7 separate regions of the Mus musculus genome follow, and regions 1, 2, 3, 5, 6 and 7 are each linked to region 4. Evidence: chromatin contacts called from public HiChIP or PLAC-seq and promoter capture Hi-C data. All regions are on one chromosome and are shown on one strand. The core of a region is the stretch at or near the end of the contact, and the rest is flanking DNA. Distances in the headings are between cores, read along the strand shown. Region 1 holds the start of Ap1m1 (adaptor-related protein complex AP-1, mu subunit 1). Region 2 has its middle 15 kb from the start of Klf2. Region 3 holds the start of 1700030K09Rik (RIKEN cDNA 1700030K09 gene). Region 4 holds the start of Jak3 (Janus kinase 3). Region 5 holds the start of Fam32a (family with sequence similarity 32, member A). Region 6 holds the start of Slc5a5 (solute carrier family 5 (sodium iodide symporter), member 5). Region 7 holds the start of Kcnn1 (potassium intermediate/small conductance calcium-activated channel, subfamily N, member 1).

The links. Promoter capture Hi-C pulls out the DNA fragments that hold promoters and counts their contacts. HiChIP or PLAC-seq counts read pairs in DNA pulled down with a chosen protein or histone mark.
Region 1: a promoter capture Hi-C map of liver shows a contact between it and region 4, with 2.3 times the contacts expected there. The contact joins the promoter of Ap1m1 here to the promoter of Jak3 in region 4. A contact is called at or near these places in 6 of 39 promoter capture datasets (the 3T3-L1 cell line, the HPC-7 cell line, hippocampal neurons and 2 more), 1 of 15 datasets of contacts at CTCF or cohesin (pro-B cells), 5 of 115 datasets of contacts at active chromatin or transcription factors (embryonic forebrain, epiblast stem cells, extraembryonic endoderm stem cells and 2 more) and 1 of 9 other capture datasets (pancreatic islet).
Region 2: a contact with region 4 is called in an H3K4me3 HiChIP or PLAC-seq map of embryonic stem cells, with 2.5 times the contacts expected there. The contact joins the enhancer-like site here to the promoter of Jak3 in region 4. A contact is called at or near these places in 4 of 39 promoter capture datasets (the 3T3-L1 cell line, cranial neural crest, embryonic stem cells and 1 more), 3 of 115 datasets of contacts at active chromatin or transcription factors (embryonic stem cells and forebrain) and 1 of 9 other capture datasets (liver).
Region 3: a promoter capture Hi-C map of pre-B cells shows a contact between it and region 4. The contact joins the promoter of 1700030K09Rik here to the promoter of Jak3 in region 4. A contact is called at or near these places in 4 of 39 promoter capture datasets (the C10 cell line, cranial neural crest, frontonasal cranial neural crest and 1 more) and 1 of 115 datasets of contacts at active chromatin or transcription factors (forebrain).
Region 5: a contact with region 4 is called in an H3K4me3 HiChIP or PLAC-seq map of the 230-238 cell line, with 7 times the contacts expected there. The contact joins the promoter of Fam32a here to the promoter of Jak3 in region 4. A contact is called at or near these places in 7 of 39 promoter capture datasets (the C10 cell line, the HPC-7 cell line, cranial neural crest and 4 more), 2 of 15 datasets of contacts at CTCF or cohesin (embryonic stem cells and pro-B cells), 1 of 484 Hi-C or Micro-C datasets (B cells) and 9 of 115 datasets of contacts at active chromatin or transcription factors (the 230-238 cell line, astrocytes, bone marrow-derived dendritic cells and 5 more).
Region 6: a contact with region 4 is called in an H3K4me3 HiChIP or PLAC-seq map of bone marrow-derived macrophages, with 5 times the contacts expected there. The contact joins the promoter of Slc5a5 here to the promoter of Jak3 in region 4. A contact is called at or near these places in 13 of 39 promoter capture datasets (HPC-7-derived erythroid cells, cranial neural crest, embryonic stem cells and 9 more), 2 of 484 Hi-C or Micro-C datasets (embryonic stem cells and uterus), 8 of 115 datasets of contacts at active chromatin or transcription factors (SST interneurons, bone marrow-derived macrophages, embryonic forebrain and 5 more) and 2 of 9 other capture datasets (adipose tissue and embryonic stem cells).
Region 7: a contact with region 4 is called in a promoter capture Hi-C map of embryonic stem cells. The contact joins the promoter of Kcnn1 here to the promoter of Jak3 in region 4. A contact is called at or near these places in 6 of 39 promoter capture datasets (embryonic stem cells, hippocampal neurons, liver and 2 more), 3 of 484 Hi-C or Micro-C datasets (B cells and embryonic stem cells) and 10 of 115 datasets of contacts at active chromatin or transcription factors (bone marrow-derived macrophages, embryonic forebrain, embryonic hindbrain and 5 more).

Annotation. Positions count from the first base shown.
Region 1 is chr8:72,238,689-72,242,484 of GRCm38.p6, forward strand. Ap1m1 (adaptor-related protein complex AP-1, mu subunit 1) reads left to right here and starts at 1,330. Exons shown (of 12, transcript NM_007456.5): 1 at 1,330-1,555. The coding sequence starts at 1,514. It overlaps Gm51536 (a long non-coding RNA gene), which reads left to right and starts at 3,257. Exons shown (of 2, transcript XR_003947404.1): 1 at 3,257-3,796.
Region 2 is chr8:72,332,497-72,336,316 of GRCm38.p6, forward strand. No RefSeq gene overlaps it. Among named protein-coding and RNA genes, the nearest start is that of Klf2, 15 kb to the left of the region's middle. Within about 2 kb of position 1,590, at least 16 of the 459 cell types and tissues checked have an H3K27ac peak or open chromatin away from gene starts, as enhancers often do. A contact at or near this core is called in embryonic stem cells, where this site is marked.
Region 3 is chr8:72,441,674-72,445,343 of GRCm38.p6, forward strand. 1700030K09Rik (RIKEN cDNA 1700030K09 gene) reads left to right here and starts at 2,207. Exons shown (of 8, transcript NM_028170.2): 1 at 2,207-2,316; 2 at 3,077-3,670. The coding sequence starts at 3,078. Calr3 (calreticulin 3) reads right to left here and starts at 2,105. Exons shown (of 9, transcript NM_028500.3): 1 at 1,920-2,105; 2 at 1,722-1,823. The coding sequence starts at 2,010.
Region 4 is chr8:71,674,018-71,678,230 of GRCm38.p6, forward strand. Jak3 (Janus kinase 3) reads left to right here and starts at 2,366. Exons shown (of 25, transcript NM_010589.6): 1 at 2,366-2,566.
Region 5 is chr8:72,216,813-72,221,018 of GRCm38.p6, forward strand. Fam32a (family with sequence similarity 32, member A) reads left to right here and starts at 2,933. Exons shown (of 4, transcript NM_026455.5): 1 at 2,933-3,048; 2 at 3,129-3,270. The coding sequence starts at 2,975.
Region 6 is chr8:70,891,176-70,894,856 of GRCm38.p6, forward strand. Slc5a5 (solute carrier family 5 (sodium iodide symporter), member 5) reads right to left here and starts at 1,582. Exons shown (of 15, transcript NM_053248.2): 1 at 1,130-1,582; 2 at 477-542; 3 at 103-154; 4 at 1-6. The coding sequence starts at 1,486. It overlaps Rpl18a (ribosomal protein L18A), which reads right to left. Exons shown (of 5, transcript NM_029751.4): 5 at 3,547-3,681.
Region 7 is chr8:70,854,543-70,858,511 of GRCm38.p6, forward strand. It overlaps Kcnn1 (potassium intermediate/small conductance calcium-activated channel, subfamily N, member 1), which reads right to left and starts at 2,466. Exons shown (of 10, transcript NM_032397.3): 1 at 2,390-2,466; 2 at 459-935; 3 at 85-180. The coding sequence starts at 854.

The DNA.
Region 1 (3,796 bases), core at 80-2,579, 560 kb after region 4:
CCTCCTGACGTAGATTCCTTGATAGGACATGACTCCTTAGTTACCTAGATTCCTTTGGCAGAACTCCCTAGTGATGTAAACTTGTACTTTTCCTGCCCAGTTCTCCCCCTTTGAGTTTTACTATATAAGCCTGTGAAAAATTTTGGCTGACTGTCGAGACTCCTCTACCCTGTGCTAAGGTGTATGAGTTTCGACCCCAGAGCTCTGTGTGCTTTCATGTTGCTGCTTTATTTCGACCCCAGAGCTCTGGTCTGTGTGCTTTCATGTCGCTGCTTTATTAAATCTTACCTTCTACATTTTATGTATGGTCTCAGTGTCTTCTTGGGTACGCGGCTGTCCCGGGACTTAAGTGTCTGAGTAAGGGTCTCCCTTCGGGAATCTTTCACTATGTGTCACACAAGTAAAAAACCACACAAAGTAAAAAACAAAAAAAAGCCCTTGGGGCGGGGAGGAGTGTTGATGGGCTCCTTTGATCTCTCGGTGGCAGAAAGGTGGTTAAGAATGGCAGAATTTGCCGGGCGGTGGTGGCGCACGCCTTTAATCCCAGCACTTGGGAAGCAGAGGCAGGTTTATTTCTGAGTTCAAGGCCAGCCTGGTCTACAAAGTGAGTTCCAGGACAGCCAGGACTATACAGAGAAACCCTGTCTCGAAAAAAGAAGAATGGCAGAATTAAAATTTAATCAGCCTTACTTTGGTTTTGTTTTTTTGAGACAGGGTTTCTCTGTATAGTCCTGGCTGTCCTGGAATTCACTTTGTAGACCAAGCTGGCCTCGAACTCAGAAATCCGCCTGTCTCTGCTTCCAGAGTGCTGGGATTAAAGGCGTGCGCTAGCTACCACGCCCGGCTCAGCCTTACTGTGAATTAGGCACAGGCTAAGTTACACACGTGCTACCCTGGGTTCACTGGGGCAAGACGGGTGAAGCCCAGTCAGTTGAGAGGTTGACAGTGACAAGTGATTGCTGATAAGGCTGGATTGCCATTGGGAGACTGACTTCCTTTAAGCGCCACCTAACGGCGAGTCACAGTCAGTGACGGGATATTAGTTTACTTGACTTCTGCAGAAAGCAAGGCTGTCTCGAAAAAACAAAAAAAGAAAAAGAAAAAAAAAGGCTCAACTCCAAATCGGTTCCGCTTTCAGCGTCTTCTCACAGCAACAGGCTTGGAAGCGTCCACCTTCATTCCACAGCTAGTCCTTCAGGTACAAGGAGTAATGACAAAGCTGCCCCGCCCTGGTCCTCCAGGCCCCGCTCTTCAGGAAGGCCACGCCCCCTGACTTCCGGCCCGTTTGAGCTATGGGTGAAAAATACTGCCAAAAAGTTCCTACTGCGCTTGCACTCAGTTACGCGCCTGCGCACTTGCGGCTCCCTTCAGACCGGACATAACGGTCCACGCGCTGCTTCATGGACCGGAAGTGGAGGGGAAGTGTCTCGGGGCGCGCCGGGCCTTGCTGAACGCCCGCAGTTCCTGCCGTTGCCGCCGCCCTCGGCTACTGCCGAGACCTTCCAAAGCCGCCATGTCCGCCAGCGCCGTCTACGTACTGGATCTGAAGGGCAAGGTACTGAAGGGTTCGCCACCCTCCGCGTTGCCAGGCAACCAACGGGCCCTCGCCCTGTCAGGACCCACCCTGTTGCTAGGCAACTGGCCGACCAGCCCAGCTAGGGCGTCAGGCAGGCGGGGCAGCCTCACTTGCCAGCCCTACCAAGTTACTAGGAAATGGGCGGTGGTCTTTCCGCGAGTCCCGCCCCATTGCTAGCCAACTTGGTGGGCTGCGGTTGCTAGGTAACTGTCCGCTTTGCCCCTTTCCCTTTTTGTTCGCCTGGGTACCGGACTCTAGCTTCTCCTGCGAACTCCTGTAGCAGGACCCTGCGCCCCGGGGACCGTGCGACCCTTGGCCAGAGGCGTGGCGGGAACTATGGCCTTAGGTCGGTCCCTCGCTCCACAGGCTTCAGCGTTCCCTAGAGCCACTGAGCTTCCTATGACATTAAGAGAAGCGGATGATAAAAGTGTGGTTTTAAGAAGGGCGTGGTGGCGCACGCCTTTAATCCCAGCACTCGGGAGGCAGTCAGGCGGATTTCTGAGTTCGAGGCCAGCCTGGTCTACAAAGTGAGTTCCAGGACAGACAGGGCTATACAGAGAAACCCTGCCTCGAAAAACAAAAACAAACAAAAGTGTGGTTTTAGAGGGGGAAACAGTGCCTAGAGTCACACTGATTACTGGGAAGTAGCGGCCTGGAAGCATCCTCGCCAGGCAGGTGCTAAGCCCAGGGCCACCGTGGGTTAGCCTAATCTGTCATAGCTCAACTTAGTCACTTGGAAAAAACAGAAATAGATGAATACCTATTGGGGCCATGTCTTCATAATGGACTAGCAGCTGCAACTGAAGAATCAGGGAGAGCTATCCTGACTGGGAATAACAAAGACTGCTGAGACATGAAGGCCCTGCACAGAAACAGGACCCTGGCATCTTGCCCAGCGTTATCTGAGAAAGAAATCTTCATTTGTGTGTTTCTGCGGGTGTGTGGAGGAAGGAGACCCCTGCTACTCTTACATGGGCTCTTGTTATCGAACTCGGGTCACTAGACTGATTGAGCTAGGCTGCCTGAACCGTTAAAACGCATGGATCTGCCTGTCTGTACTTCCCAGCAGAATCTGACTTTTTCCCTCTCTTGGTTTTATGAGACAAGTTTTCTCTGTGTAGCTCTGGCTGTCCTGGAACTCACTCTGTAGACCAGGCTGGCCTTGAATTTAGAGACTGACCTGCCTCTGCCTCCCAGGTGCTGGGATTAAGGTATTTGCCACCACCACCTGGTAAGCACCTGGCTGTTACCTGGGATTTGGGTATAGAGTTCAGGTCGGATATTTGGAAAATACAGACTGAGCTGTCTCCCTAGCATAATGGATGGTTTTGTGGTGCTGAGGATAGAGCCTAGAACAACAAGCTCTCTGTCAGGCAGCCACAGTGTACTCTATGCAAAAGCCTCTTCCAGGAAGGCACATTTAGCCTTAAGAAAGGCACTGTCTGTCGCTCTACCTCAGGCTGTCAGAGTGGAAGGCAAGTGGCCAGCCTCTTATGTTTGGAAGCTACCAGAACAGGTCCAGCCACAGTAAACAAGTCCAACATTTAGCAGTGAAAGAACATTGATGTCCAGTCTACATGGAAGAGCTAGAGCTTAGAAGAGCCCCACCCTCCACGTTTTCCTTAGTCCCTTGAGTGTGTACCTGCCTTGTATGTCACCCAAGATCGACAACTGGTGAGTTCCAGACCTGGGCCTCCTCCACAGCCTTCTGGGAAGCTGGGTAGGGGCAGTGTTCCCTAGGTCTCATGACATATGCTCTGCCTTCCAACCTGGCCTAGAGGTACAGTGGGCTGCCTGTCGTGGCTTGCTTGTTCCTTTAGCAAACATCTCATTGGCACAAGCAAGTACCCATCCTGGGCTGAAGCTGTAGAGCCATATTTACATGTGGATTCAGCCAATCTCCGCAGCTGAGCTGTATGATCATAGACAAGCACCTTGGCTCAGCACCTTGGGCAGTCTGAGCCTTGCTTTCCTAATGGATCTGAAGAGCCTTATCTGAGTTATTGAGTATAGATGTGAGACAAGCCTGGCCCTAGCAAGGTCAACAGAGCATAGTATTTGGGCTCCACAGGCCTCTTGACCTAGCAGAACACTTGGACCAGCAACTGAATAGCTATTTGCCTTCTGTTTGGCATTTAGAGAAGGTTATGAAAGACATCCAAGCAGAGCAGGCACCTGATGTGGTTCTGAGAAGGTGACAGATGTCCCAGTTGGCATGCC
Region 2 (3,820 bases), core at 340-2,839, 660 kb after region 4:
AGACATGCTGAGAGATGTTGAAGGAGCGTTATTTTCTTCAGCCCTTTGGGACACACGCACATATGCACTATAGAAGAGGACAGAGCAGGGCGCTGGTGGCACACGCCTTTAATCCCAGCACTTGGGAGGCAGAGGCAGAGGGCAGAGGCAGAGGAGGCAGAGGCAGAGGCAGGCAGATTTCTGAGTTCGAGGCCAGCCTGGGAGGGGGGCAGGGGGCGGGCAGGTGAGGGTGATGGAATGAGTATGACCAAAGCCTGTTCCATATGTGTGGAAATGTCATGAGAGGCTGGTGAGGTGCACTGGGCAGAGGATCCACATGATAGAAGGAAAGAACAACTTCCCACAGGTGTCCTCTGATCCCCACACTCAAGACTAAGGGAAAATGACAGCAGCGAGGTGATGTGAGGCCCAAGGTAGAGCCCCCATCCCCACCCCACCTCCAGCCTGCAGAAGTCAGGACATCCTATCTCAGGACCTAGAACCAGGAAAGGACCCTGCAGCTCTTGCCCATCTGTTGTTGCTTCTGTGGAAGCTGATGTTTATGGCTGAACAATTGCTACAAACTGACTTTCCTGAGGTGGGGTGGTGGTGGGGGGACTCCTATGGTGAGAGCCCTGCTCTCAGGCACACATGTACCAATCATGAGCTGCACCTAGCTGGCAAAATGAGTTTCATATACCCATGGGGTGTAGGCTGTTTCTGCTTTCTTCTTACACTTATTTATCATGTGCATACTTGCATGCACGTGTGGAACTTGGAGGACAACTTGCTGGAGTCTCTCCTTTCTACCATGTGGGTTCGTGGGATCAAACTCAAGACACCAGCCTTAGCAAGCAACCAAGTGCCTTTGCTGGCTGAGCCATGGAGCTCTACCTCCCCTCACTCCCATGCCCCCCTCTTTCTCTCTTCTGTTTGAGCTGGGGTGTCTCAATGCTCACTCTGGCCTCCTGACTTGCTCTACAATTGAGAGTGGACTTGAACTCTGGCTCTCCGGTGGCCTTTCTGCCTTTGCCTTTCCTTCAGTTGTTATTGAAACAATGGTCCAAGAAATTAAAGTTCTCCCAGCAGGGGTGGGGAGGTGGAGGGTTGTGGGGGCTGGAGTCCTGAGGGCAGCTAGAGGAAACTCTCTCTGCAGGAGAGCCGGTTTGTCATGTGACCTGGCAGGAGAGACCCTGAGGGCCGGCTGGGACTGACTCCTAAATTCTGGCCATTTCTTCTCATGTACTTTTATTTGTTCATTCCTTGCTCATTAATTTATGGAGGGGGTCAAGGATAACCTGCTTCCTTCACACTGGTGATGTGAGGCCTGAGATAGAGCTCAGGTCTTTAGGCTTGGTGGCAGGAGTCTAACCTGCTGCACCATCTCCCCAGCCTGGGCTGTTATACAGCAATAAGAGTCTGGGTTACCCACTTCAGCCTCAAACTCCTGGGCTCAAGGGAGTGTCCTGACTAGATGGGACCATACTTCCCCTGCTTCAAAACCTCTAAGCACTTGCTAGATAAAGAAATGGGAAGCTTTGTGCATAGTATAAGCACTGTCCTAGGGCTACAGCTCTGTGGCTGCATCCCAAGCACCAAGCAGGTGACACAACCATGTACTAGGGAAGCAGGGAGGAGGATCCTGAGTTCAAAAGTATCCACAGCTATGGTGAGCTATGGCTACCCTTTGCTACATGACTTTTTTTTTTTCTAAAGTTTAAAGTCATAACCAACATGTTCCTAAAAGTGGTCAAGCCTCGCTTGTCCAGGAAAAAGAGTTTTAAAACATACTTACAAGCACCACTGTCTTGCTTTAAGCTACAGTACTGGATCACAACAAACCAGACTGAACTGGGCTACGACCTTGGGAAGAATCTGCACTTAACCCGGCTAGTGCAGTTGACATGACAAAGACAGGGCCTTCAGTCTTGTGCCTCACACAAAAGAGGCCATGAACAGAAGCCAGGAGGCCAATCAAGCCCAGAATTTTTTTTTATTGTGTTTCTAGTTTGCAAAGAGTGTGACTTTGAAATGCCTAATCTGCATCTTTTCCCTAAAACCAAAAAAACAAACAAAACCAACTCAGAATAACAACAACAACAAAAAAGCTTGTAGAAAGTGGTATAGGGTGTGGCAGCCTGTTCCTCCAGCTTCAGCCTCCGGATTGCCAGGAACTGGGGATTGAAGCCGCCTTTCTTGGTCCCCTATCCCCACAAACCCCACTTTTTTGTTTCTTCCTTCTGCCTTTTTATTGATTGACTGATTTTTTTCTATTAATTAATTTATTTATTCACTTTACATTCTGGTCTCACCACCCACCCACCCACCCACCCCACTCCCAGTCCCACAAATCCCTATGCCCATCACCCCTTCCCTTCTCCTCAGAGATGTGGCCTCCTTGGGTTCCCGCCTGCCTTGGCACATCAAGTTGTAGCAGGACTAAGCACATCTTCTCCCACTGAGGCCTGACCGTCGGTCCAGCTGGGGAGGGGAATCCAAGGCAGGCAACATATTCAGAAGCAGCCCCTGATCCAACTGTTAGGGGCCACATGAAGAAGACCAAGCTGCACATCTGCTACCAATGTGTAAGGGCCTAGGTCCAGCTCATACATTGTTTGATTGGTAGTTCAGTCTCTGTGACCCCCATGGGCCAGGTTAGTTGACTCTGTAGGTCTTCTTGTGCTGGTTGTTGTAGCCCTGGCTGTCTTGGAACTCGCTCTATAGACTAGGCTACCCTTAAACTCAGAGATCTGCCTGCCTCTGCCTCCTGATGCTGAGATTAAAGGCGTGTGCCACCACCTCCATCTACACCCAGAGTAACATAATGTGTTTCGCTGCTTCTTAATATTGCATTTATTTATTTGTTTAATGTGTGTGTGAAAGCTATGGTCATGTGTGGAGGTCAGAGAACAATTTACAGTAGTCAGTCCCTCCTTCTTTCTGGTCCTCAGGCTGGGCTGCAATCACCTTAACCCCTGAGCCATCTCACAGGCCATGTGACTTGTTGTTTATTTATTTAGAGCCAGAGTCTCATTATGCAGCCCAGGCTGCCCTGAGTCTGCTATGTAGACCAGGATGCCTCTATCTCCCATGTGCTGTGATGGGAGGCACGCACCTCCATCCTTGGTTATTCACCTATATTTATTGTTGTGTGAGACAGGCTGGGCTTAAACTCTGTATCCTCTTGCCTCCACCTCCTAAGGCTGAGGGGATCAGTGACAACCACTGCTGTAACTAATGCAGATAGGTCTGAGTGAAATGATTTGAGGTTGTGTTTCTTACATTAAATCTCACCATGCCAGTTAGAGGCAACATTGGAGGCAATGCTCACACCTCTCTCTCAGACAGCAAGTGAAGTTAATCTTGAGTATAAATATGTTTGTTTTTAATGGGGGAGGGGGGTGCTTTTAAAGATAAGGTCTTTCTATGTAGCCCAGGCTGGGCAGAGTCTCCCATGTACCCCAGGCTGGCCTCAAACCTGTACTTTCCTTTCTTCTGCCTCCCAAATGTTTGGACAGTGTGCACACCACTATCCACTGACAAAATACACATTTAGAAGTTTTTTCTTCTTTAAAGTTATTGTATTATTATTATTATTATTATTATTATATTGAAGACTGGTTGTGTGTGGTGAAGAAATGTGCCACAGCCATAGCTTGTGTGTGTGAATGAATACAGGTGCTACTGTGTTTGTGTGTGTGTGCAAAAGCACACAGAACACATGTGCCATAGCTGACTGGATCCAGGCCCCTGGCAGCTATTACCTTCACAAAACTGAAACATCACCAGTCCTGACAAAGTATTTATAATAAAGAGGATAAACTTCAGGAGGCTGAAGCAG
Region 3 (3,670 bases), core at 957-3,456, 770 kb after region 4:
GGTGGTATCAGTTTGTCTTAGTTGGGGTTTCTATTCCTGCACAAACATCATGACCAAGATGCAAGTTGGGAAGGAAAGGATTTATTCAACTTATACTTCCACACTGCTGTTCATCACTAAAGGATGTCAGAACTGGAACTCAAGCAGGTCAGGAAGCAGGAGCTGATGCAGAGGCCATGGAGGGATGTTACTGGCTTGCTTCCCCTGGCTTGCTCAGCTTGTTTTCTTACAGAACCAAGACTACCAGCCCAGGGATGGCACCACCTACAATGGGCCCTTCACCCTTGATCACTAATAGAGAAAATGCCTTACAGCTGGATTTCATGGAGGCATTTTCTCACCTGAAGCTCCTTTCTCTGTGATAACTCCAGCTTGTTTCAAGTTGACACACAAAACCAGCCAGTACAGCTGTGAACCAACCAAGTATGTGGCTGACTGGGGCAGGAGGACCTGGAGTTCAAGGCCAACCTGGACTTCATAAAGAGAACCCGTCTCAGATAAACGAACTCTTTTTTTTTTTCTTCCAGACAAATTCTCAAGTATCCTGCATTGACCTTGAACTTGCAATATAGGTAAAAAATGACTTCAGCCTTTTAAATTCTCTTGCCACTTCTCGAGTGTGCACTACAACCCGTTTAGGCTGTACTGGAGCTGGGATTCAGGACTTCATAGATGTTAGACATACATATTTATTAGCCAGTTTTGTTGGTGTATGCTTTTAATCCCAGCATTCAAGAGGCAGAGGAAGGGGCAGGTGGATTTAAGAGTTTCTAGACATTCAGAGATACATAGAGACCCTGGCTCAAAACAAACAAAACTAAAAACCTAAAGAAAATACAATTTAATTATTTATTTATTCGTTCATTTTGTGGGGTTGGGGCATGTGCCAAGGTTAGAGAACAACTTGTGGGCATAGGTTCTCTCCTTCCACCCTGTAGGTTCTGGGGATCAAACTCAGGTTACCAAGCTTGGCCACAGGCCAATCTAGCTGGCCCCACTTTTCATTTTGATTTCCCCTCTTTTTGTTTTGTGCCAAGACCTGGCTGTATCTTAGGGTGGGCCAGAGCTCACTCTATAGCTAGGCTGGTCTTGAACTTGTGATTTTCCTGCCTCATGAAGACCCTGGAGTGCTAGGATTCTAGGTTGTGCTACAGCATGGTTCCAATTTTCATGAAGTGAGATGATCTTGGGCAACTACTGAAAAATGCCAACACAGTCATTCCTGTTGACTCCAGTTGTCATTCCAGCACTTTCTGAGCACCTCCACTGTCATTCCAATCCACACTCAAGGTGCATACTGCCTCCAACATACATAGATGTGGAAAAAGTAACCAGCACTTGGGAGGCTGAGAGTTAGAGCCATCTAGGGCTACATGAGACTGCTCAAAGACTAAACCAAAACACACTTCGGTCAATTTTTTTTTTTTTTTCTTTTTCCAAGACAGGGTTTCTGTGTAGCCCTGGCTGTCCTGTAACTCACTCTGTAGACCAGGCTGGCTTCGAACTCAGAAATCCACCTGCTTCTGCCTCCTGAGTGCTGGGATTAAAGGCGTACGCCACCACCGCCCGGCTACTCTGGTCAATCGTAAAGGAATGTAAACCCAAACAGGGTATTGCAGAGCCTGCATGTGCCTCAGTGTCCTGGCTTGAACGGTGGGTGCGTTGTCAGGGTGCCATGAGGTTTCTAACTCTACTCTATTTGCTCCCGATTCTACACTAACCTTTGTCTTTCTCTTTATGCCCATAGAACTTCCCCGATGAGACTCTGAAGTGCCCAAACTGGGAGTCATTGGTGGACTGCACCCAGCGGTTCCTCCAGCGCTCTGTGGGGAGACAGGAGGGTTAGTGGTGCAAAGCGCACGGGTCCATATCATAGATGGTGGACACAGGCCACCAGCCACCACGGCAATCGCCTTCACCTCCGTCTAGAAACTCCTCCTGGAAGTACACAGTGGCTAGTGCCACGCGCAGCACACAGATGGCCCAGAGCAATGCACGAGCCGAGACCATAGCTGCACGTGCGACTTCAACTCTCTGCTCTCAGGCGTCCGTACCGCTTGACGGGCGCAACTCAGAAACTACAACTCCCGGCATGCCTTGGGATTATGACCTGGGGACGCTAATGGGTGCGCTGAAATTACTGGTCCCGTGACGCCCGGGATTGTGACCTGAGTTGCTCATTGGTGGGTGGAGCGCGGTGGCCGACGGGAAATGTAGTCTCTAGTTGCTCTGGCGCTGTCTCCTGAGGCAACCGCACACTGGGGCCTATACTTTGAGGCTGAAGCCTAGCGGGAAGAAGCCAACGCAGCTACTCAGGTGACCTCACAGTGATCAAGTGGGTTGGCAAGGGGCTTCAGGAAAACGGGCGGCATACCCACACCAGAGGTTCCTCATCTGGAGAGCGATGGGGCATGATCCCTTAGGGCTTGCAAACAATAGCGAGGAAACTGAGTATAGGCAGTGTTATTAGCATGGAGAAGAACTCCAGGTGCTGTGTGATATGGGTCCTCTCAGTTGTGTATCCTGGTTACAGGTTCCAGAGCAGGTACAGATATAGGTACGAATCTGGACGCCTGTCCTCAAATCTCTCTGAGATTCTTTGGTTTTTTTTTTTTTTTTTTTTTTTTAGATTTATTTATTTATTATATGTAAGTACACTGTAGCTGTCTTTCAGACACTCCAGAAGAGGGCATCAGATTTCGTTATGGATGGTTGTGAGCCACCATGTGGTTGCTGGGATTTGAACTCGGGACCTTCAGAAGAGCAGTCGGCGCTCTTAACCACTGAGCCATCTCACCAGCCCCGATTCTTTGGTTTTGAGCTCACTCAACCTTACCAGTTCTTATGCCTGTCCCACACGCCCTACAGCTTATTAAAAGAAATACTTTTATCTGGGTGGTGGTGGCATACACCTTTGATCACAGCACTTGGGAGGCAGGCCTGATCTAAGGAGCTCCCAGGAAAACCAGAGCTATACAGGGAAACCTTATCTTGAAAAAAATAAAAACAAAACAAAAAGTATACTTATACAGTGAAGTACTTTTAAAGGCTGAAAACACAATCTTTATTTTCCTAGAATGGCTTCCACAAGAAGACCCTTTGGCCCTCCACGTAGTGGTTTTGACTTAAGGGATATGTTCTTAGATAGCTCGAGGATGGAAGAGATCAGAAACTTACAAGCCCGAAGTCTTGGCCAAGTGACACCTGGGCAGAGCAGAATCTTAAAGAGAAACCAAACGATGGACGAGAAATATTTGATGCCCAAAGAGGAGGCCATGGCAGGGAGGGGGGTGAGTCTGGGCTTGAGGCCTCCCACCATCTCCTCCAAGACCAGAGCCAGTGAGGCCCTTAGGAAACTGGCCCAGATTGAAACCAAGATCCTGAATCGGAAGCAGGTGCCCATGGCTTGGTCTGATGTGGAGTCTGACTCCACATCCATCGAGCAGAGTCTTCCTAAGAGGACAGGTGCAGCTTCTGTTTCTTCCCAGTACCCACACAGAACTTTCCAGAAACAAGTGAACAAAACATGTGTGTCAAAGAGCGATGGGCCGAGTGGTAACGGTAGCAGGTTTCTGAAGAAGAAGGAGCTGCCCACTGAAGCGAGGTCCCCAGGGCTGGCAGTGGGGACAGGGAAGCAAGCTCTGCTGCCCACAAAGAAAGAATCTGCCAG
Region 4 (4,213 bases), core at 1,116-3,615:
ACTGGCTGGACATGACTCAGGGGCAGACCCTATCCTATCTTAGTCTTCTATTGCTGTGAAGAGAACTTGACCAAGGAAACTCTTACAAAAGTAAACATTTAGTTGGGGCTGTCTTACAGTTTCAGAGGTTTAGCCCACTATCACCATGGAAACCTGGAAGTGCCCAGGCAGACATGATATTTCTCCATCTGGATCGACAGGCAGCAAGAAGACAGAAACTCTGAGCCTAGTTTAAGCATTTGAAACTACAAAGCCCCAGTGACTCTTCCTCCAATAAGACCATGCCTCCTAATGGTGCCTCTTCCTGATGAGCCTATAGGGGACAGTCTTACTCAACCCCTACACACCGCTGCCTAGGATACCACAGTGTATGTGTGTTGGGGGGACTGGATTGCACAGTGTCCTAGGTTCCATTCCCAATATTCCACCCCCATATCTCCCAACTCTTGGTGCCTCAGTTTTGCCATCTGCAAAAGAGGGATTATAACAAATGACTTTGTGTTTTTGAATCCAAACCTACAAACTCGGGAATCCTAAGGGCTCCAATTCTTTTTTTTTTTTTTTAAAGATTTACTTATTATTATATCTAAGTACACTGTAGCTGTCTTCAGATGCACCAGAAGTGGGCATCAGGTCTCATTATGGATGGTTGTGAGCCACCATGTGGTTGCTGGGATTTGAACTCAGGACCTTCGGAAGAGCCGTCGGTGCTCTTAACCACTGAGCCATCTCTCCAGCCCAAGGGCTCCAATTCTTATGAGTACTTGTTTCGCCGGGTGTGGTGGTGCACGCCTTTAATCCCAGCATTTGGGAGGCAGAGACAGGTGGATTTCTGAGTTCGAGGCCAGCCTGGTCTACAAAGTGAGTTCCAGGGCTATACAGAGAAACCCTGACTCGACCCCCCCCCCCAAAAAAAAAAGAGTACCCGTTTCACTTTTTAAAAAATTTTAATTAGCTTTCAGCAGTAAGGCAGAGGTGAGGCCACTCCAGGACAGAATGGAGGATGACAGGCCCTGCAGGCTCCCTATTGCCCCCCAAATTTAATTCCCTTATTTTGCTGCTTCTTGCTTCTCACAAATATTGCTATGTTCCATGTGCTTTGAACTATTTGTAACAGAACCCAACAGTTGCCTTTTTCTTCTTTTCTTAAAATTTTTTTAAAATTTATTTTGTAAGACAAGGTTTAGTTGTATAGTCTGAGCTGGTCTGAAACTTTCTATGTGGACCAGGCTTGGCTCAGACTGGCAGCAATCCTCCTGCCTTGGCCTCCTGAGTGGTGGGATTGTCACACATGTGCTACAATGGCCTGTTGGTGTCTTCTTCGTGTCCTACATGGGTAGGGCCAGAGAAGGAGCTATGCTGGTGGCCAGTAACAACCCAGCCATACTCCTACCTCCATCCAGCTGTTTTACATGGCAACTGGGATGAAATCTCAGGTATTGGTGCTTATGCAAATGTTCCACCCCTGAGTCGTGTCCCCAGCCCCTCACTGGGGGATTCTAGGTAGGAGCTCCACCAGTGAGCTGTGTGGCACATATTGGTTTGTTCTGCCAGTCTTCTGCCTCATCGTCTGCATCACACCTGCTATCTCTTCACGTTTCCATTCCTGGCATCTGTTTCCTCACGTCATCCTCTCTCAGACAGAGGCCTGACCTGCTGTGTGTGGTGTTAAAGGACTTGTGGATGCTCTGGGTCCCAGGCACCCACCAGGAGGGGCATCTGAGAACAGAACTTGGCATGCTTTAGGGAAGCACAGCTGCACAGTTCTCTCCCCCAGGATCACTCTTAGTTCTACCCCATGCAGCAGACACTGCCACTGGCAACAGATGGGTAAACGGAGGCACCAGGGTGCATAGCCAGGGATGGAGGACTGGAGAACGGGCTCCTGCCATCACCATCTGAGGCCTAGGAGTTCTTTTCAGAATCCTCCAAGCTGTACCTGTGGGTTCCAGTGATGGAACTCAAGTCGATTTGTGTGGCGATAGCGTATACTCCTCAGCCTTCTAGCAAGCCTCATCTCATAGCTTTTGAGCAGAATAAAAGGCGAGGTTTTCAGAGGAAGTGGGGGCACGCCCAGCAAGCAGGTGGGCTTCCCAGGAGAAGGCCCCTCTTAGTTCATTAGGACTGGAGGCCCAGAGGTTTGGTTTTTTTCCGCCCGTAATTTTTTTTTTTAAACATTACGCAGTGTGTCTTTTAGGAGGTTAAAGGTTGGAGGCGGAGTGGAAACTGAAGCCTGAAATGTGTTCTAGCCGCAGCAAGTCCCTGCCCGGGCTGGCTCAGGTTGTTCCAAGGACATGCAAAGACAGGAGCCCGAGGCGGGGAGTGCTCTGTAAGCTCAGGTCCCCAGCAGCACCCCAGCCTTTCTGTCTCTGCACAGCTCCCACCCCAGAAGGGTGGCCTGCGGCACAGGTTTCTAGTCTCCCCCGGGCTTCCCGCCCCGCCCCGCCCCCAGGGCGCCCTGACTTTCCGTAAATGACGGCGGCCAGGAAGCTCAGGGGCCGCACAGGAAGGAGCAGGGACTTTCCTGTCGCAGCCTCGGCTGTCCTTTGCCTCGGCACAGCTGCAGGTAGGAGCGCGGGGCACAGGTTCAGGGCGCGGGTGTGCGGGCGCGGGAGCGGGAGCGGGGCGCTGCCTAGACACCGCATTGGCGGCTCAGCAGCGCGCATGCGCGGCGGGCTCCCCAACCCCACCCTCCCTGTTCTAGGAGTGGGGAAGTAAAGGGCCTGAACTTTCCATTTGGTATAATCTCATACTTCTTTAATATTCGTGTCCGCTTTGTTGTTTTATGTCTTATATTTTGAGGATGGCTCTCCGTCCGTAGCCCTGCTGGCTTAGAAGTCACTATGTAGCCCCAAACTCATAGCAATCCTCCTGCAGCCTTCCCAGGAGCAAAAGAACAGGGAAGACAATGTTGATGGTTTTATTTTTGTACACTTCTATAACATTTTAATCTGTTTTATTCTGCGTGTGTGTGCGTTGCACATGTTCCGAGGTCAGAGGAGTGGGTTCGCGCCTTCTAACATGTGGATCCTGGGGACCAGCAGGCTAGGTGGCAAGCGCGTCTTTACTCCCTAAGCCATGTTGGTCACCCTAATTTGTTTCTTGAGACAGGGTCTGACCTTGAACATATAATGACAGTTGTGTACCACCACCTCTGGTAATAGGTTAATGACTTCTTCAGTTCTCGATTTGAGACAGGGTTTCTCTGTGTAGCCCTGGAACTCACTCTGTAGCCCAGGTTGGCTTCCAACTCACAGAGATTCACATGCCTCTGACTCCAGAGTGCTGGGATTAAAGGCATGCACCACCACCACCGCCAAGCTAGATTTTTTTATTTTTTAAAATACAGTCTCATGCGCTGGCCTGGGACTTCTCTCTCTCTCTCTTTCTTTTTTCGAGACAGGGTTTCTCTATGTAGCCCTGGCTGTCCTGGAACTCACTTTGTAGACCAGGCTGGCCTCCAACTCAGAATCCACCTGCCTCTGCCTCCCAAGTGCTGGGATTAAAGACGTGTGCCACCACTGCCCTTCTTGGCCTTGGCCTTCTAATCTTCTGCCTCCCCCTCTGGAGTTTTCTGGTCAAAAGTGTGTGCTGCTATGCCTACTTTTGTTGTCTTATCATGGGAGGGGTGCACATGAAGAGGCCAGAGGGCAAATTTATGCAGTTAGCATACCCTTTTCACAGCTTTGTTTGGACTTGGTTGTGAGCCTTCTTCCTGGCCTTGAGGACTGGTCTGAGCAGCTGAAGGGCTGTTTCCTGCCTTTTCTCTCAGGCCCAGGCCCCACCCCTTGCCCTCAGCAGCTCTGAAGGGTGGGAAGTGTATTTTCACACAGGCCACTGCAGAGAACCTCCCTACTGTGAGGACCAAAGAGGAGCATAAAATAGATGTTGGACATGGGGTTAAATGGGCTGAAGAGAGACCAGAAAGGGTTGGGAGACAACATAGGTCCCTGTGCGCATATCTACAGATTTATGCACAGGACACCCATCACAGAAGCTTCTGGTTCCAGTCAAGATGGTCCTGTGACCTTTAGACCTGTAGGGAATAAGACAACTGTCCCCATCCTTCTGTACACCCCTGTTTCCTGTTCAGACCTGTTTCTATATCTGCTGTCAATTGCTCCTGCCTGCCTGGAATATTGGCTTGGCTGACTATGCTAGGATGTGGAGGTCTGTGGATCAATTGGTGATGTCTGCAGGGGTGCAGACATGC
Region 5 (4,206 bases), core at 1,683-4,182, 540 kb after region 4:
GGTGACATTAGATAGTTAATTTTTGTTTTGTTTTGTTTATTTTGAGACAGTCTCACTATGTAACCCCTGACTGGCATAGAACTTGCTATGTAGATCAGGCTGGCCTTGGCTTTACAGAGATATCTTTATGGCTCTATATCCAAGTGCTGGGATTAAAGGTGCACACCTCCAAAGGTTTGAATTTTTGATGCACTCTGTACATCTATGGCCTGGAACTTTCTGTGTAGACCAGGCTGGGACAGGTGCCTTGATTCTCCTGCCTCCTTGTGCTCATCTGAGTACTAGGATTGTGGGGCTGAAACATCACACCTGGCTAGTTTTGAATTTTTTATTTTATGTTACTGGATTTACTTTCCTTTTTAAAAGTGTGCTGTGTTCTCCCTGTGTGTGTGCACCCCTTGTGTACCTATGGATGGTTGTGAACCACCATGTGGGTCTGGGAACTGAAACCTGGTCCTCAGCTCTTAACTGCTGAGCCATCTCTTTCCAGTCCCTAATCTTAAAAAAAAAAAAACTAAGGAGATTTTAAGGGGTTTCAACACACACACATAACAGGGCTAGAAAGATCTCTCAGGCAGGACCTGGATTCAATTCCCAGAACCAACATGGCACCTCACAAGAATTTGTAACTCCAGTTCCAGGGCATCCAACACCCTGTTTTGGCCTCCTTGGGTATCAGGCATACACATGGTGCACTTAGATACACGCAAGCAAAACACTCATACACAACATATATATGTTTTATATATAAAACCATAGAACACACGCACAGAGACACTCTTAAAGCCAGAAAGAAAGTCTTTATTGTTGGCCAGAGGCTGCCTGGTGAACTTCCCATGTTGTGCATCCCCAAGGCTCACAGTTCTTTGTATTTAATGCACAAAAATCACGTCCTGGTTGAGATACTTTAGTTAGCAATAATAGCAAGAAGCAGAAGTGAAAGGCAAGGTTAGTATATTTAGGGACTTTCCTGGATTCTGGAACTATGGACTAGATTTTTGATGGATTAGATCTTTGTTCCCATTTTTGCAGGTTTTGGTCCTGGGTTTTAAGGTCAGAATGGTGCTCTCAATGTGGTTCTGGAGTCTGATTTTATATATATTTAGCCATGGAAGCTAGGGTGGTTCCCAAGCTATGGTCCAGCTAGAGTCCGACAATTCAATAATTGTTTACTCCACAATGCTAAATGTCTTGGCTGGTCTTCAGTATATGCTGGAATCCCAAAGAAGCAGGCTCTAATGTCAGTGAAAGTACAGAATGCACTATAAAAAGCTAGGGCAAACATGCATCAGCTGCCAGAAAAAAGTGTGTCCCAAATTAAAAGTGGATTTTTCCATCTCAAATGATCTGGATTAAAATTGGATCTTCCCATTTTAAATGATTTACTTAGAAAAAAATCAACACTTTTATTGAGTTTTATTTAATTCAAGATGTAGTCAAGCTGTAAACCAAGAATAGCCATCAGATATAGAATAATAAGTGAGCCTGGTGTAGTGGCTCAGGCTTAACATCCAGAACTAAGGGAGTCACAAGCTTCGGGGCTGTGTAAGGAGAGCCTCGCACACAGAGAGAGCCTCTCACAGAACAGCAGTAGGGGCCTGATTCCCTGGACACACAGTGGAAGGAGCAAAGCAGCTCCCACAGTTGTGCTCTGACCTCTACTTGCTCTACACAGCACACAAATAAATAAATGTAACCTCCCCACTCCCCAAAATTGCTATAGAAAAAAAAAAATCCCAGCACATCTGTGATCCCAGTAGTTGGGAAGTAAGGTTGCTGGGCATGGTGGCACGCACCTTTAAACTCAGCCCTTGGGAGGCAGAGGCAGGTGGATATCCCTGAATTCACAACAGCATAGCCTACATAAGGAGTACAAGGACAGCCAAGGCTACACAGTGAGACCCTGTCTCAAAACAAACAAACAACCAAAAAGACAGTTTAATCATCTGCTACATAGCAAGCCTGTCCTCTATAAAACATCAACAAGACAAGCTAGGGCAGTGGCACACACCTGCAGTTCCAGTTTTCTGCATGCTCAGTCAGAACTGCAGCAAGCTAGAGGTCAGAGCAGTCTACACAGCAAATTCCACGTTTATCAGACTCATTTAGTGTCATGACACTTCTGCCCTCAAACTCACAGAAAAATAATTGTGACCATTGAGATGACTCAGCAGACAAAGGATCTTCGTCTATAAATATGACCACATCAGTCTGATTCCCAGGAACCCACAGCATAAGGCCTGAGAGTACTGCAAAGTGTCCTCTGTACTCCACGTGTGCTCTGGCACGTGTGTACACACACTCACATACACGTATACAGGTAACTAACTTTTAATGTAATTTTAAAGATTTATTCTTTCTTTTTTTTTTTAAGATTTATTTATTATTATATGTAAGTACATTGTAGCTGTCTTCAGACACACCAGAAGAGGGAGTCAGATCTTGTTACGGATGGTTGTGAGCCACCATGTGGTTGCTGGGATTTGAACTCTGGACCTTCGGAAGAGCAGTCGGGTGCTCTTACCCACTGAGCCATCTCACCAGCCCCAGATTTATTCTTTCTTATTACTTATTTCGAGACACAGTCTTTAGTTCTGGCTGACCTGAAGTCACTACATAAAACACGCTGAATCCAGAGATCCAGAGATCCTCCTGTCTCTGTCTCTGGAGTTCTGGGTAATTGTAATTTTCTAAATTGGAAAAAAAGTAATTAAGTAAATAATGCCACAAAGCAAAAGTGGATGCCCATAAAGTCAGAAATGGACGCCCAAATACGAAGTGTGTCTTTAGGCGAGCTATGTTGTTGGACAGTTGCCAAGACTACCCGAGACCGGAAGTGTGCACTTACTCTGAACCCTGAGGACGCGTGCGTCCTAGCTGACCAATCAGAAGGAAGCGAGGAGGGTTTCGGCCGGAAGTACTGTATGCAAACAGGAAGTGTGGCGGAGTTCCCGGGGCACGGCTTGCGAGCGCTATGGAGGCCTACGAGCAAGTCCAGAAGGGCCCCCTGAAGCTGAAAGGCGTGGCAGAGCTCGGCGTGACAAAGCGGTGAGGCCCGGGAGCCCGCGGTCTGTCCCTGAGGGCCGACCCCCAGCTCCGGCCCCTCTTACCGTCCCCCTCTCTCTCAGGAAGAAGAAGAAGAAAGACAAAGACAAGGCCAAGATGCTGGAGGCCATGGGGACGAGCAAGAAGAGCGAGGAGGAGAAAAGGCGCTGCCTGGACAAGCGCACGCCGGCGCAGGCAGCCTTCGAAAAGATGCAGGAGAAGCGGGTGAGGCAGGGGCAGAACAGGCCGGCTCCAACTGCCCGTGTAGCCCAGGCCTTCTCCCAACTCCTGGTAGCCTGGTAGCCCTGCCTAAAGTGGTCTTCTTGTGAACTGGGAAGACAGATGTCATCAGCTCTTAATGCTAGCCAAGTTCATTGTTCTTAAGTTACCACAAAGTCTGTTTCCATGACAACTCGCTTTCCTAGCTTCAAATGTACTTTTGTTATTTGAAGGTTGTGTGTGTGTGTGGATGGAACCCAGGCTCTTCTGTAACTCTCTATGTAGGCTGCAGTTGGCCCTGAACTACTGCCTCAGCTTTTTAGTTCCTGGAGAGGCTAGCATGGCCCACAAGGCCATACTAGTTATTTTGGGTGTTTGTTTGTTTGTTTAGTTTGCTTTGAGACAGGTTTCTTTATGTAGCCTTGGTTGTCCTGGCACTATCTCTGTAGACTTGAACTTCTAGGATGCAGTGTTACAATGTGATATCCCTGTTGAGAAAACCCAGGAAGGCACCTTCTCCATCTAACAAAGGGCATCAATTATGTATTGGAACTCCCACAGAGTTTCTGGGATGTGTGGGTCACCTTGCTGTCTCCCAGCCAATTGTGTTCTCTGGTCTGGTATAGCCTGTACTTCAGTGGAGTGTTTTGTTTTGTTTTTTTGCCTCTGCAATTGAATAACGACATGGGCTGGCTGGCTACGGTCTTGTGGCCCTTCTGGGCACCCTAATTGGACAACTTGATACAAACTAGAGTCCCCTAGGGTCTGCCACCCCTTCCTGCTGTCGTTGGTAGCTCTGGTCCTGAGTGGAAGACTTTATTTATTATGTATGCAGTGTTCTGCCTGCATATATGCCTGCAAACCAGAAGAGGGCACCAGGCCTCATTATAGATGGTTGTGAGCCACCATGTGGGCTGGGACTTGAACTCAGGACCTCTAAGA
Region 6 (3,681 bases), core at 332-2,831, 780 kb before region 4:
CGGTCACTGCAAAACACACCCCCTGTCAGGTCTCCCTCATCCTGCCTGCTCATGTAGGGTCCAGCCTGGGCTCCTGGCCCCTCCCGCTCCCGACAGCCAGACCTTGGTTCAGGATGAGCGCAGGTGCGTAGATCACGATGCCAGTATACAGCATCTGTGGGTGGGGAGGTCGGTGATGGCAAGGGGCGGGCAAACGGGTTGGAGGCAGAAAGAAGAGAGCGCGGATCAGGCAGAAAGGGCGGAGCCAGGTTGCAAGAAGGTGTTTTTAGGTAGGATGGGGTGGAGCTAGGTGAGAGGGTGCCCATAGGCAGAATGAGGGCAGAGCTATAGGCGTGGTCCTTGTATGTCCCAGAGAAGCTTAGCTCAAGCTGGAAGGGGGCGGGGCCAGGTAGGATGAGGGGTGTGGCGTGAGGTCAGGTTGGAGCGGGCTATGATAATTGCTCGTGTGGGCGTGGCAGGGCGGGCAGCTCGCTCACCGTGGCCACCAAGTACTGCAGCGTCCCGCAGAGCCGGACCGCTCGGCTGAAGCGCAGTTCTAGGTACTGCAGAGGGAGCCAAGGGCTGGAGGTTACCGGGCAAGTGACCCCTCAGCCATCCTCACTGTTTCTACTCTGTTCCGGAGTGCCCAACTGAGCTTACAGAGTCTCTGTGTAGGTTAAGCCGGCTTGGAACTCGCAGCAATCCTCCTGCCAAAGCTTCTCTAGTACTGAGATATCACACATGGGACTTCATATTGTCGCTACACTTGTTGGACCGTTGTTTCAGGGTGCCTAGTTGCGCCCTCAGATTTGAAACTGGGGTATCCCTAGGGAGTCCAAACTGGCCTGGTACTCATGGCAATCCTCCTGCCTCAATCTCCCTAGTGCTGAAACTGCAAGTGGATGCTATTCCGTTTTCACTACAGTTGTTGAGCGTTTGGGAAATCCTACACCTCACTGCAGGCGTTTGAACTCTGTCGGGCGCCGGTGGGTGGCTGGTACGGGCACTCGCAGGGACAGGTGTCAGCGGGAGGCCACTGCCCCGAGGCTGCTGCGAGCTGTGGGGCCCGGACTGGCTCTTCCTCCTTCCTGGCCCTGCCCGGTGCCCGCGGCATCTTCCCGGAACCTTCCCATGGGACCAAGTCCCCTACCTGGTAGGTGCTGGTAAGGCCCAGGCGGTAGAAGATCGGCAAGAAGAGCAAGGCTGTGAGCAGCGAATTGAGCAACTGGCCCACGCACATCCACAGAAACTTGAGACCGTAGCGCGCTGCCTCCGCGGGGACCCCGAGCACCTGCACAGCCGACATGAAGCTAGCGGCCAGCGACAGCCCCACAGGCACTGCCGCCAGCTGCCGGCCCCCGGTGAAGAAGTCGTCGGCGCTGCGCTGGCCGCCGCGGGCCAGGCCGACCCACAGACCGATGCCCGTGGACACCAGCAGCATGGTCGCGAACACGCCGTAGTCCCAGGGGCCGAAGGTGGCCCGGGCCCCTGCCTCCGCGCCCTCCATGGAGACAGGTAACTCGGAACGGAGAGGATGCGGAGGACGTCGGGGACTCTCAGAGCGAGCGTCGTCGCAGCGCGAGTTCCTGCTGGGCCGTCGACCCACAAGCTTTTCGCGCGGCGGATTTATTGGGCTCCGGGGTCAGCGCGGCCCCGCCCCCAGCCTGGGAGGCGGGCGCGACCCGCACCCTTTCCGTCCTGGGGCGAGCGGGCCTTCAGGGGTGCGGGCAACGGGGTTGGGGGGACACTAGCGTCTCCTGACACTTTCTCCCACATCTAGGGCTTGTTCCGTGTAGAGTTGTGAACAGACAGGAAGGGCCTTGGACGGCTCAGACCTCCGCTCCCCTCTGTTCACACAGCCTGCGGGAGTTAGGAACCAGAGCTACGAGGAACCCAGGACTGGGGTTCACTTTCGGGGACTTCCGGGCCCCATAAGGAAAAACGAGACTCGAGCCTTCCCCCCAGAGAGCATCTGCCTTTCTCCGCAGCGTGGGAGAAGGAACTGTCCACCCTTGCTAACCCGGTGGGAGGCACTCAGGTTCTCTTTGGAGAATTTCTTCCTTCTGTTTAGGACTCAGTTTCCCTACCTGCACAGGGCAGTCTGGACCTATGGTTGTATGTGTGTGTATGTGTGTGTGTGTGTGTGTGTGTGTGTATGCGTGTACGCACGCGTTTGAGGCTGAGTCTCATGTAGCTCAGGCTGGTATGGAGTCCTGACCAAGGCCCACCCTACCGGCAGGAACACAAGTGTGCACTACACCTGACCTGGCTGTCCTCCCCTTTCCTGTTCTCTTCCTTTCTTTCCCACAGGCTGACCACAAAGGTGTGTCAATCCTGCCATGGCTTCCCTAGTGCTGGGATGACAAGTGAGGGTTCATTGGATACCCATTTCTCCCTTCTTGTCGCAGGTACTTTGGCATACCTGGGTCCAGAACAGAAGTTTGCTGATAGTGGCTTTCAAGGGACCCAGGGCTTGGGATGATGCAGAACTGTCACCGGGACCCTTTTCTGGAGAACTGGCCGTTTCTGGGGTGTTCAGGGTTGATTCCCTATTGAGCCACGTCTGTACTTCCCGGGTGGTCTGATAAGTAAAACTAAGGCACACGCCCCCTGGTGGCCTCATATGCTGTATACTGGCTGGACTGCCTGCCTGGAGGTGCTGGTTAGGAGGGAGGCCTGGCTAGGGCAGTCTCCTAAACCTAGGTGGCAGGCGGGCTTGAGGGCATTACTGATGAGGTTGAAAGGGCTTTTCTCTTCTTATTAGACTTTATTTTATATTTACATGTGGGTACACTGTAGCTGGCTTCAGACACACCAGAAGGCGGCACTGGATTCCATTACAGATGGTTGTGAGCCACATTGTGGTTGCTGGGAACTGAACTCAGGACCTCTGGAAGAGCAGTCAGTGCTCTTAACTGAGCCAATCTCTCCAGCCCGGGGTTTCAGGTTTTTGCAAGGCTTCAGAATGGGTAGAACTAAGATGAGATGACACATGTATTCTGAATGGGAAGAAGCACTAACGCAGGAGGGAGGGAAGAGTCTTCCCGAGGCAGCGGGACTGCCATGTTGGGACAACACTTGCAGTCATGACCTGTGCCTAGCATCAGGGAGAGCTGGGGCTGGTCGTGTGCCTACCCAATGTTTCTTTTGGTGTAGCCCTGACTGTCCTGGAACTCACCTTTTAGACCAGGATGGCCTCGAACTCAGATCTGTCTTTGCCTCCCTGAGGGCTGGGCTTAGTCTCACACCAGGTATCTTCACAAACTCCCCAAAACAAAACTTAATTATGCACGTGGGTGAAGGGGAGCTGTATATGAATTCTGGCGCCTGCAGAGGCATCTGATATCCTGGAGCAAGAGTTACAGATGTGGGCCTAATACAGGTGCTAGGGACAAAACCAGGTTAAGAGAAGGAACTTTTCATGGATTCTTCAAGGTTCCAAAGCAGCAGCCACTGGTTCTACTCTGCACAGGGAAGCAATGCAGTCTGAGGGGTCACCCATTCCTTTGATGTGGGACCAATGGACTTAATGGGAAAAAGAATCATCTATAGACCAGATGCCCTCTTATGGCTTTCACATGTTATCTTCTAAGTGCCATTCACACATTGCTATCCCTGAAAGTACTCTGGGCCATGTGTAGACATGGAAATGTCTACAAGGGGCCAGAGGCAAGTCCCTCAGAGGTAGCAATTGTAGGCAAC
Region 7 (3,969 bases), core at 1,216-3,715, 820 kb before region 4:
ATTAAAAAAAAAAGAGTGGGACATTATTACCCCAGAGGCCCTGGGCCAGCGTTGGGTCATGCCTCCAATGCAGTAAGTACCAACCTGGATCTCTCGGGCGTGGTACAGGATGACAAGGCCAAGCAAGATGACAGTGGACAGGCTGATGAGGCATTTCAGAGCAAAAGAGCAGAGTGACTCCTGCACACAGAGAGGGAGGGGATGCTGAGGATTCCTCATTGATGCCCAGGCGCCAGCTGAGTGGGGACAATTGCCACCCAGATGGGATCTGTATCTGTGGCTTCCCCCACTCCATGTCTCAGCTCCTCTGGCTCCCAGAAACATCTCAGTGTCCCCCAGCTCACGGATCCTAGTGACTTCTGCAAGCAGCATCCATCTACATTCCCTCTCCTGCGTCCCTCACCCTTGCTCATGGGTCCCCAACTGAGATGCCATCCCCAGGCTGAGCAGATGCCTACCTTGGTGTATACACCCCAGGACAGCTCTGTTTCTGTCACCATGACGACAATCCCAAACATGCCAAAGATGAGCGCATAGTCACTGAGCCGTTTACGCTTTTCAAAGAGGGCCCTGCGGTGTCCCAGGCGGTGGCTGACTGTTGGGGGCTTCCCTGAGCCTGTCTTGTCCTCCTCCTCCTCCTCCTCTTCCTCTTCCTCCTCCTGCTCCTGGGGGTGGCCCCTGGAACCACCGGGTGACAGCCTGACAGGCTGACCCTTGGCCACCATCTGCAGGCCTGGGCCTTGGGTGGGCTGCAGGGGGCGGCCTGCCTCAGGGTCCACAGGCTCCCAGCCCAGGAATCCAGGCCCGCTGCCCAGAGGCTGCCCCACGCTGCCATTGTGGCTGTGGCTACTCATGGCCACCTGCCTCCGTGGGCTGGGCGTGCAGCAGGCCCTTTGGGGCCCAGCATGGTTCCGCAGCAGAGCTTCTGAATGGACCTGTGGAGACAGCAAAGGTTGAACATCACCTTGGCCATTCCAGAACATTCCAAGGCTCAGGAGAGTCCAGGATCATCTGGAAAGTCAGTGTCTACCGACCCCTGCTCAAAGTCTGCTTCAGTTCCCCAGCGCCTAACCTCCCAGACACCAGCATGCCCTGCAATCATCCTGGCCCATGAGCACCCCCTGCCCCTCAAGCTACCAACAGCAGGTGACAAGGTGGCCTGGGTGCCTGCAAGACACACAGGTGAAGAGGCAATATGGGGCTGTGACTCAGCTGTCTGACACATATGCCAAGCCTAGGTGCTGCCATGTTGTTCCCTGAGACAGCCTCTTCCTGGGCAGGCTGGCTGGCACAGGACAGATGCAGAGCAGGCAGGGCTCAGTGACCAGTCCTGGGCTGGCTGTGTTTTGAGCCTCCAGTTAAAAGGACTGTCTGTTGCCCCAGGCACAAGGGGGATACCTCTTCTGGTTTTAAAAAGAAGAGCAAAGCTGAGGGAGGTTGGGTGGCCCCTGGATCCTCTGCCAGCACCGAGTCAGACACAGACTAAGGGACACAGCCTGGCGGTGGCTGAGGGCAGGACCTTGACAGGGAACCAGGCTGGCTCTGCCCGAGTGGCTGTGAGCTGAGGACAGAGCTGCTTTCTGTCATGGAGCCTGGGGTACCAGCTCAGTCCGTTTTCTCTTGTCTTCTGTAATTTTATTTATTTACTTTAGAGACAGGCTCTCAATCTATAGTGCAGGTTGGCACTGTGGCAAACCCCAGGTGCTGGGATGGCAGGTGTAAGTCGCCATGCTAGGACTGGTGATACATACCTATCAAGAGGTGCTAAACAGCAAGGCTAGCCTGGCCTTTGAGGCCAACTAGGGCTACCTGAGAACCTGTCTCAAAATAAAATAAAATCGGATCAATAGGTGTCCCTTGCTGTGAGTCTCAAGGAGGCACCCACCTCCCACAACTCTTGTAGGAACCACAGTGATAACGGCTCATGACAGAAACTCCCAAGACACTAGACCTGTGTCAGGTGGCCTCCCCAGCAGCTGGTGGGGAAATGGAGTTGAGGAAGGGTGCCAGAGCTCTTCTCACCAGGCTCACTGACTCCTCAGGGTGCCCGGCTCTGCTTGCCCTTTGCACACCGGCTACCAGGGAGCTTACAAGGCCAGTCTGGCAGCCCAGGTGCTGTCACTGAGCACCTTGACCTCAGTTTAGGGTGGCCGAAGAGTGCTCATGTCACTGGCCGTATCACATCCATCCTTGTGCATGGACTTTATGGACTCAGCGTCTCCCACTCGCAATCTTCCCTCACCGGGGGACACGCGCACCCTCTCTTCTGTGTCCCTGACCCCTGACCGCGTGGCAACACCATCCCCAGCGTCGTCCCTAGTCGCATAGCCCAGGGACCCGCTATTACTGCCCCCCCAGCCCCCTCACCCCCGCTTCCTCTCGCCAATACCTGCGGGCGGGGACCTGGACCCTCGTGCCAGCGCGTCCCCGCCGAGACCGGCCAGGGAGGGGGAGCAGCGCCGCCCCGTATGAGCGGCGCCTTGGATTGGCTGAGTGCACCAGGCCCCACCCCCATGACCCCGCAGGCTCCGCCCATGCTTAAAGCTCCCTCCTGGGCACTGGGCAAGAATAAGAACCCCGGTGATGGGCATCTGTGCACAGGCAGCTGGCTATTGCAGGTGATCCTGCACACCTGGACCTCATCTCTGGGGACAGACAAGCCCGCTCACCTCAGGGACCCCGATCTTAAACCCTATTAGCCTTGCGGGCAGAAAGAGCTCCAGGCAGCTGCAATCATCAGGGCTGGGGAGACCCCCGAACCTGCTCTGCCCCCATCATTCAAGCCAAACTTACAGAGCTCACTCATGAAAGTTTTTGTTTTGAATCAAGGTCTCACATAACCTAGTCTGGCGTCAAACTCACTGTGAAGTACAGGCTGCGCTAGAACTTACCAGGGAGTCCAGGTTAGCCTTGAGTGGCCTTGAAGTTCTGTTCCTTCTCCCTTCACCTCCTGAGCGCTGGGACAGTTTTGGGCCCCCCTTTCCAGCTCATGCAACATTTTTTGTGGTCTTGGGTTTTGTTTGTTTGTTTTGATAGCTCTGTAGCCAAAGCTGATCTTGAATTTACTCACTGAAATCCTCCTCTCAGCCTACTTCCTAAGGTGCTGGAGTTTCAGGTGTCTTCTAAGACATCCCAGAGACCAAGGAGTCTAGTCTCCGCCCCTTCAGTCACGTGATTACTGACAAGCTGGGGAGCTGAGGTTTGCCTGCAGCCGAGCGATGAGTGTGTGTATCCCCTCCCTAATCCCCTCCCCACCCCCACCCCAGCCACCCAGCTCCTGCTTCTTCCTGGCCCAATGTCTTTGCAGTTTAGAGGGCCTCAGGAAGGACTGAGGGGCAGATGTGTGGCCAGCAAGTGGCCTGGGAGCAGTGACAGCACTGAGCCCCAGCAGAGCCACCAACAGAGTGACAGTCCAGGTGTTGGGGACCACATCTGCACTATCCACATAGGTGGAGCCAGATGGAACCAGCCTGGGGTGATAGATGTAAGCAGGTTCCAGGAGACACCACAGAGGGACAGGCCAAGAGCACCAGGTTCTGCCTCCAGCCCCTAAACCTTCTGCATGTGGCCACCTCAGCCTGTGGCTGTGGGCCTTCCCTGCCTACCCCCTACCCAGGAATTGTTTTGCTTTTTGTTTTAGAAAGGGTTTCATATCTGTGAGGCTCAGACTTACTATAGAGCTGAGGATGGCCTGGAACTGGCCATCTTGCCTCTACCTCTCAGGTCCTACCTGACAGGATAGGCCTGGGCCACCAAGCCCCATTTGTTCCGTGCTAACAACAGAAGCCAGGGCGTCATAAACACTGGCAAAGCACTCAGTCTCCTGAGACACACCTCAGCCTCTCACAGCCCCCAGGGATTGGGGGCATGCCCCCGTTTGTCATCAAAATTGGGGTGCTCACTGTCCATCTAGCTCTCCTCCAGGCGCCTGTCTCAACATGCACCCCCATGGTGCCTGTGACCACAATC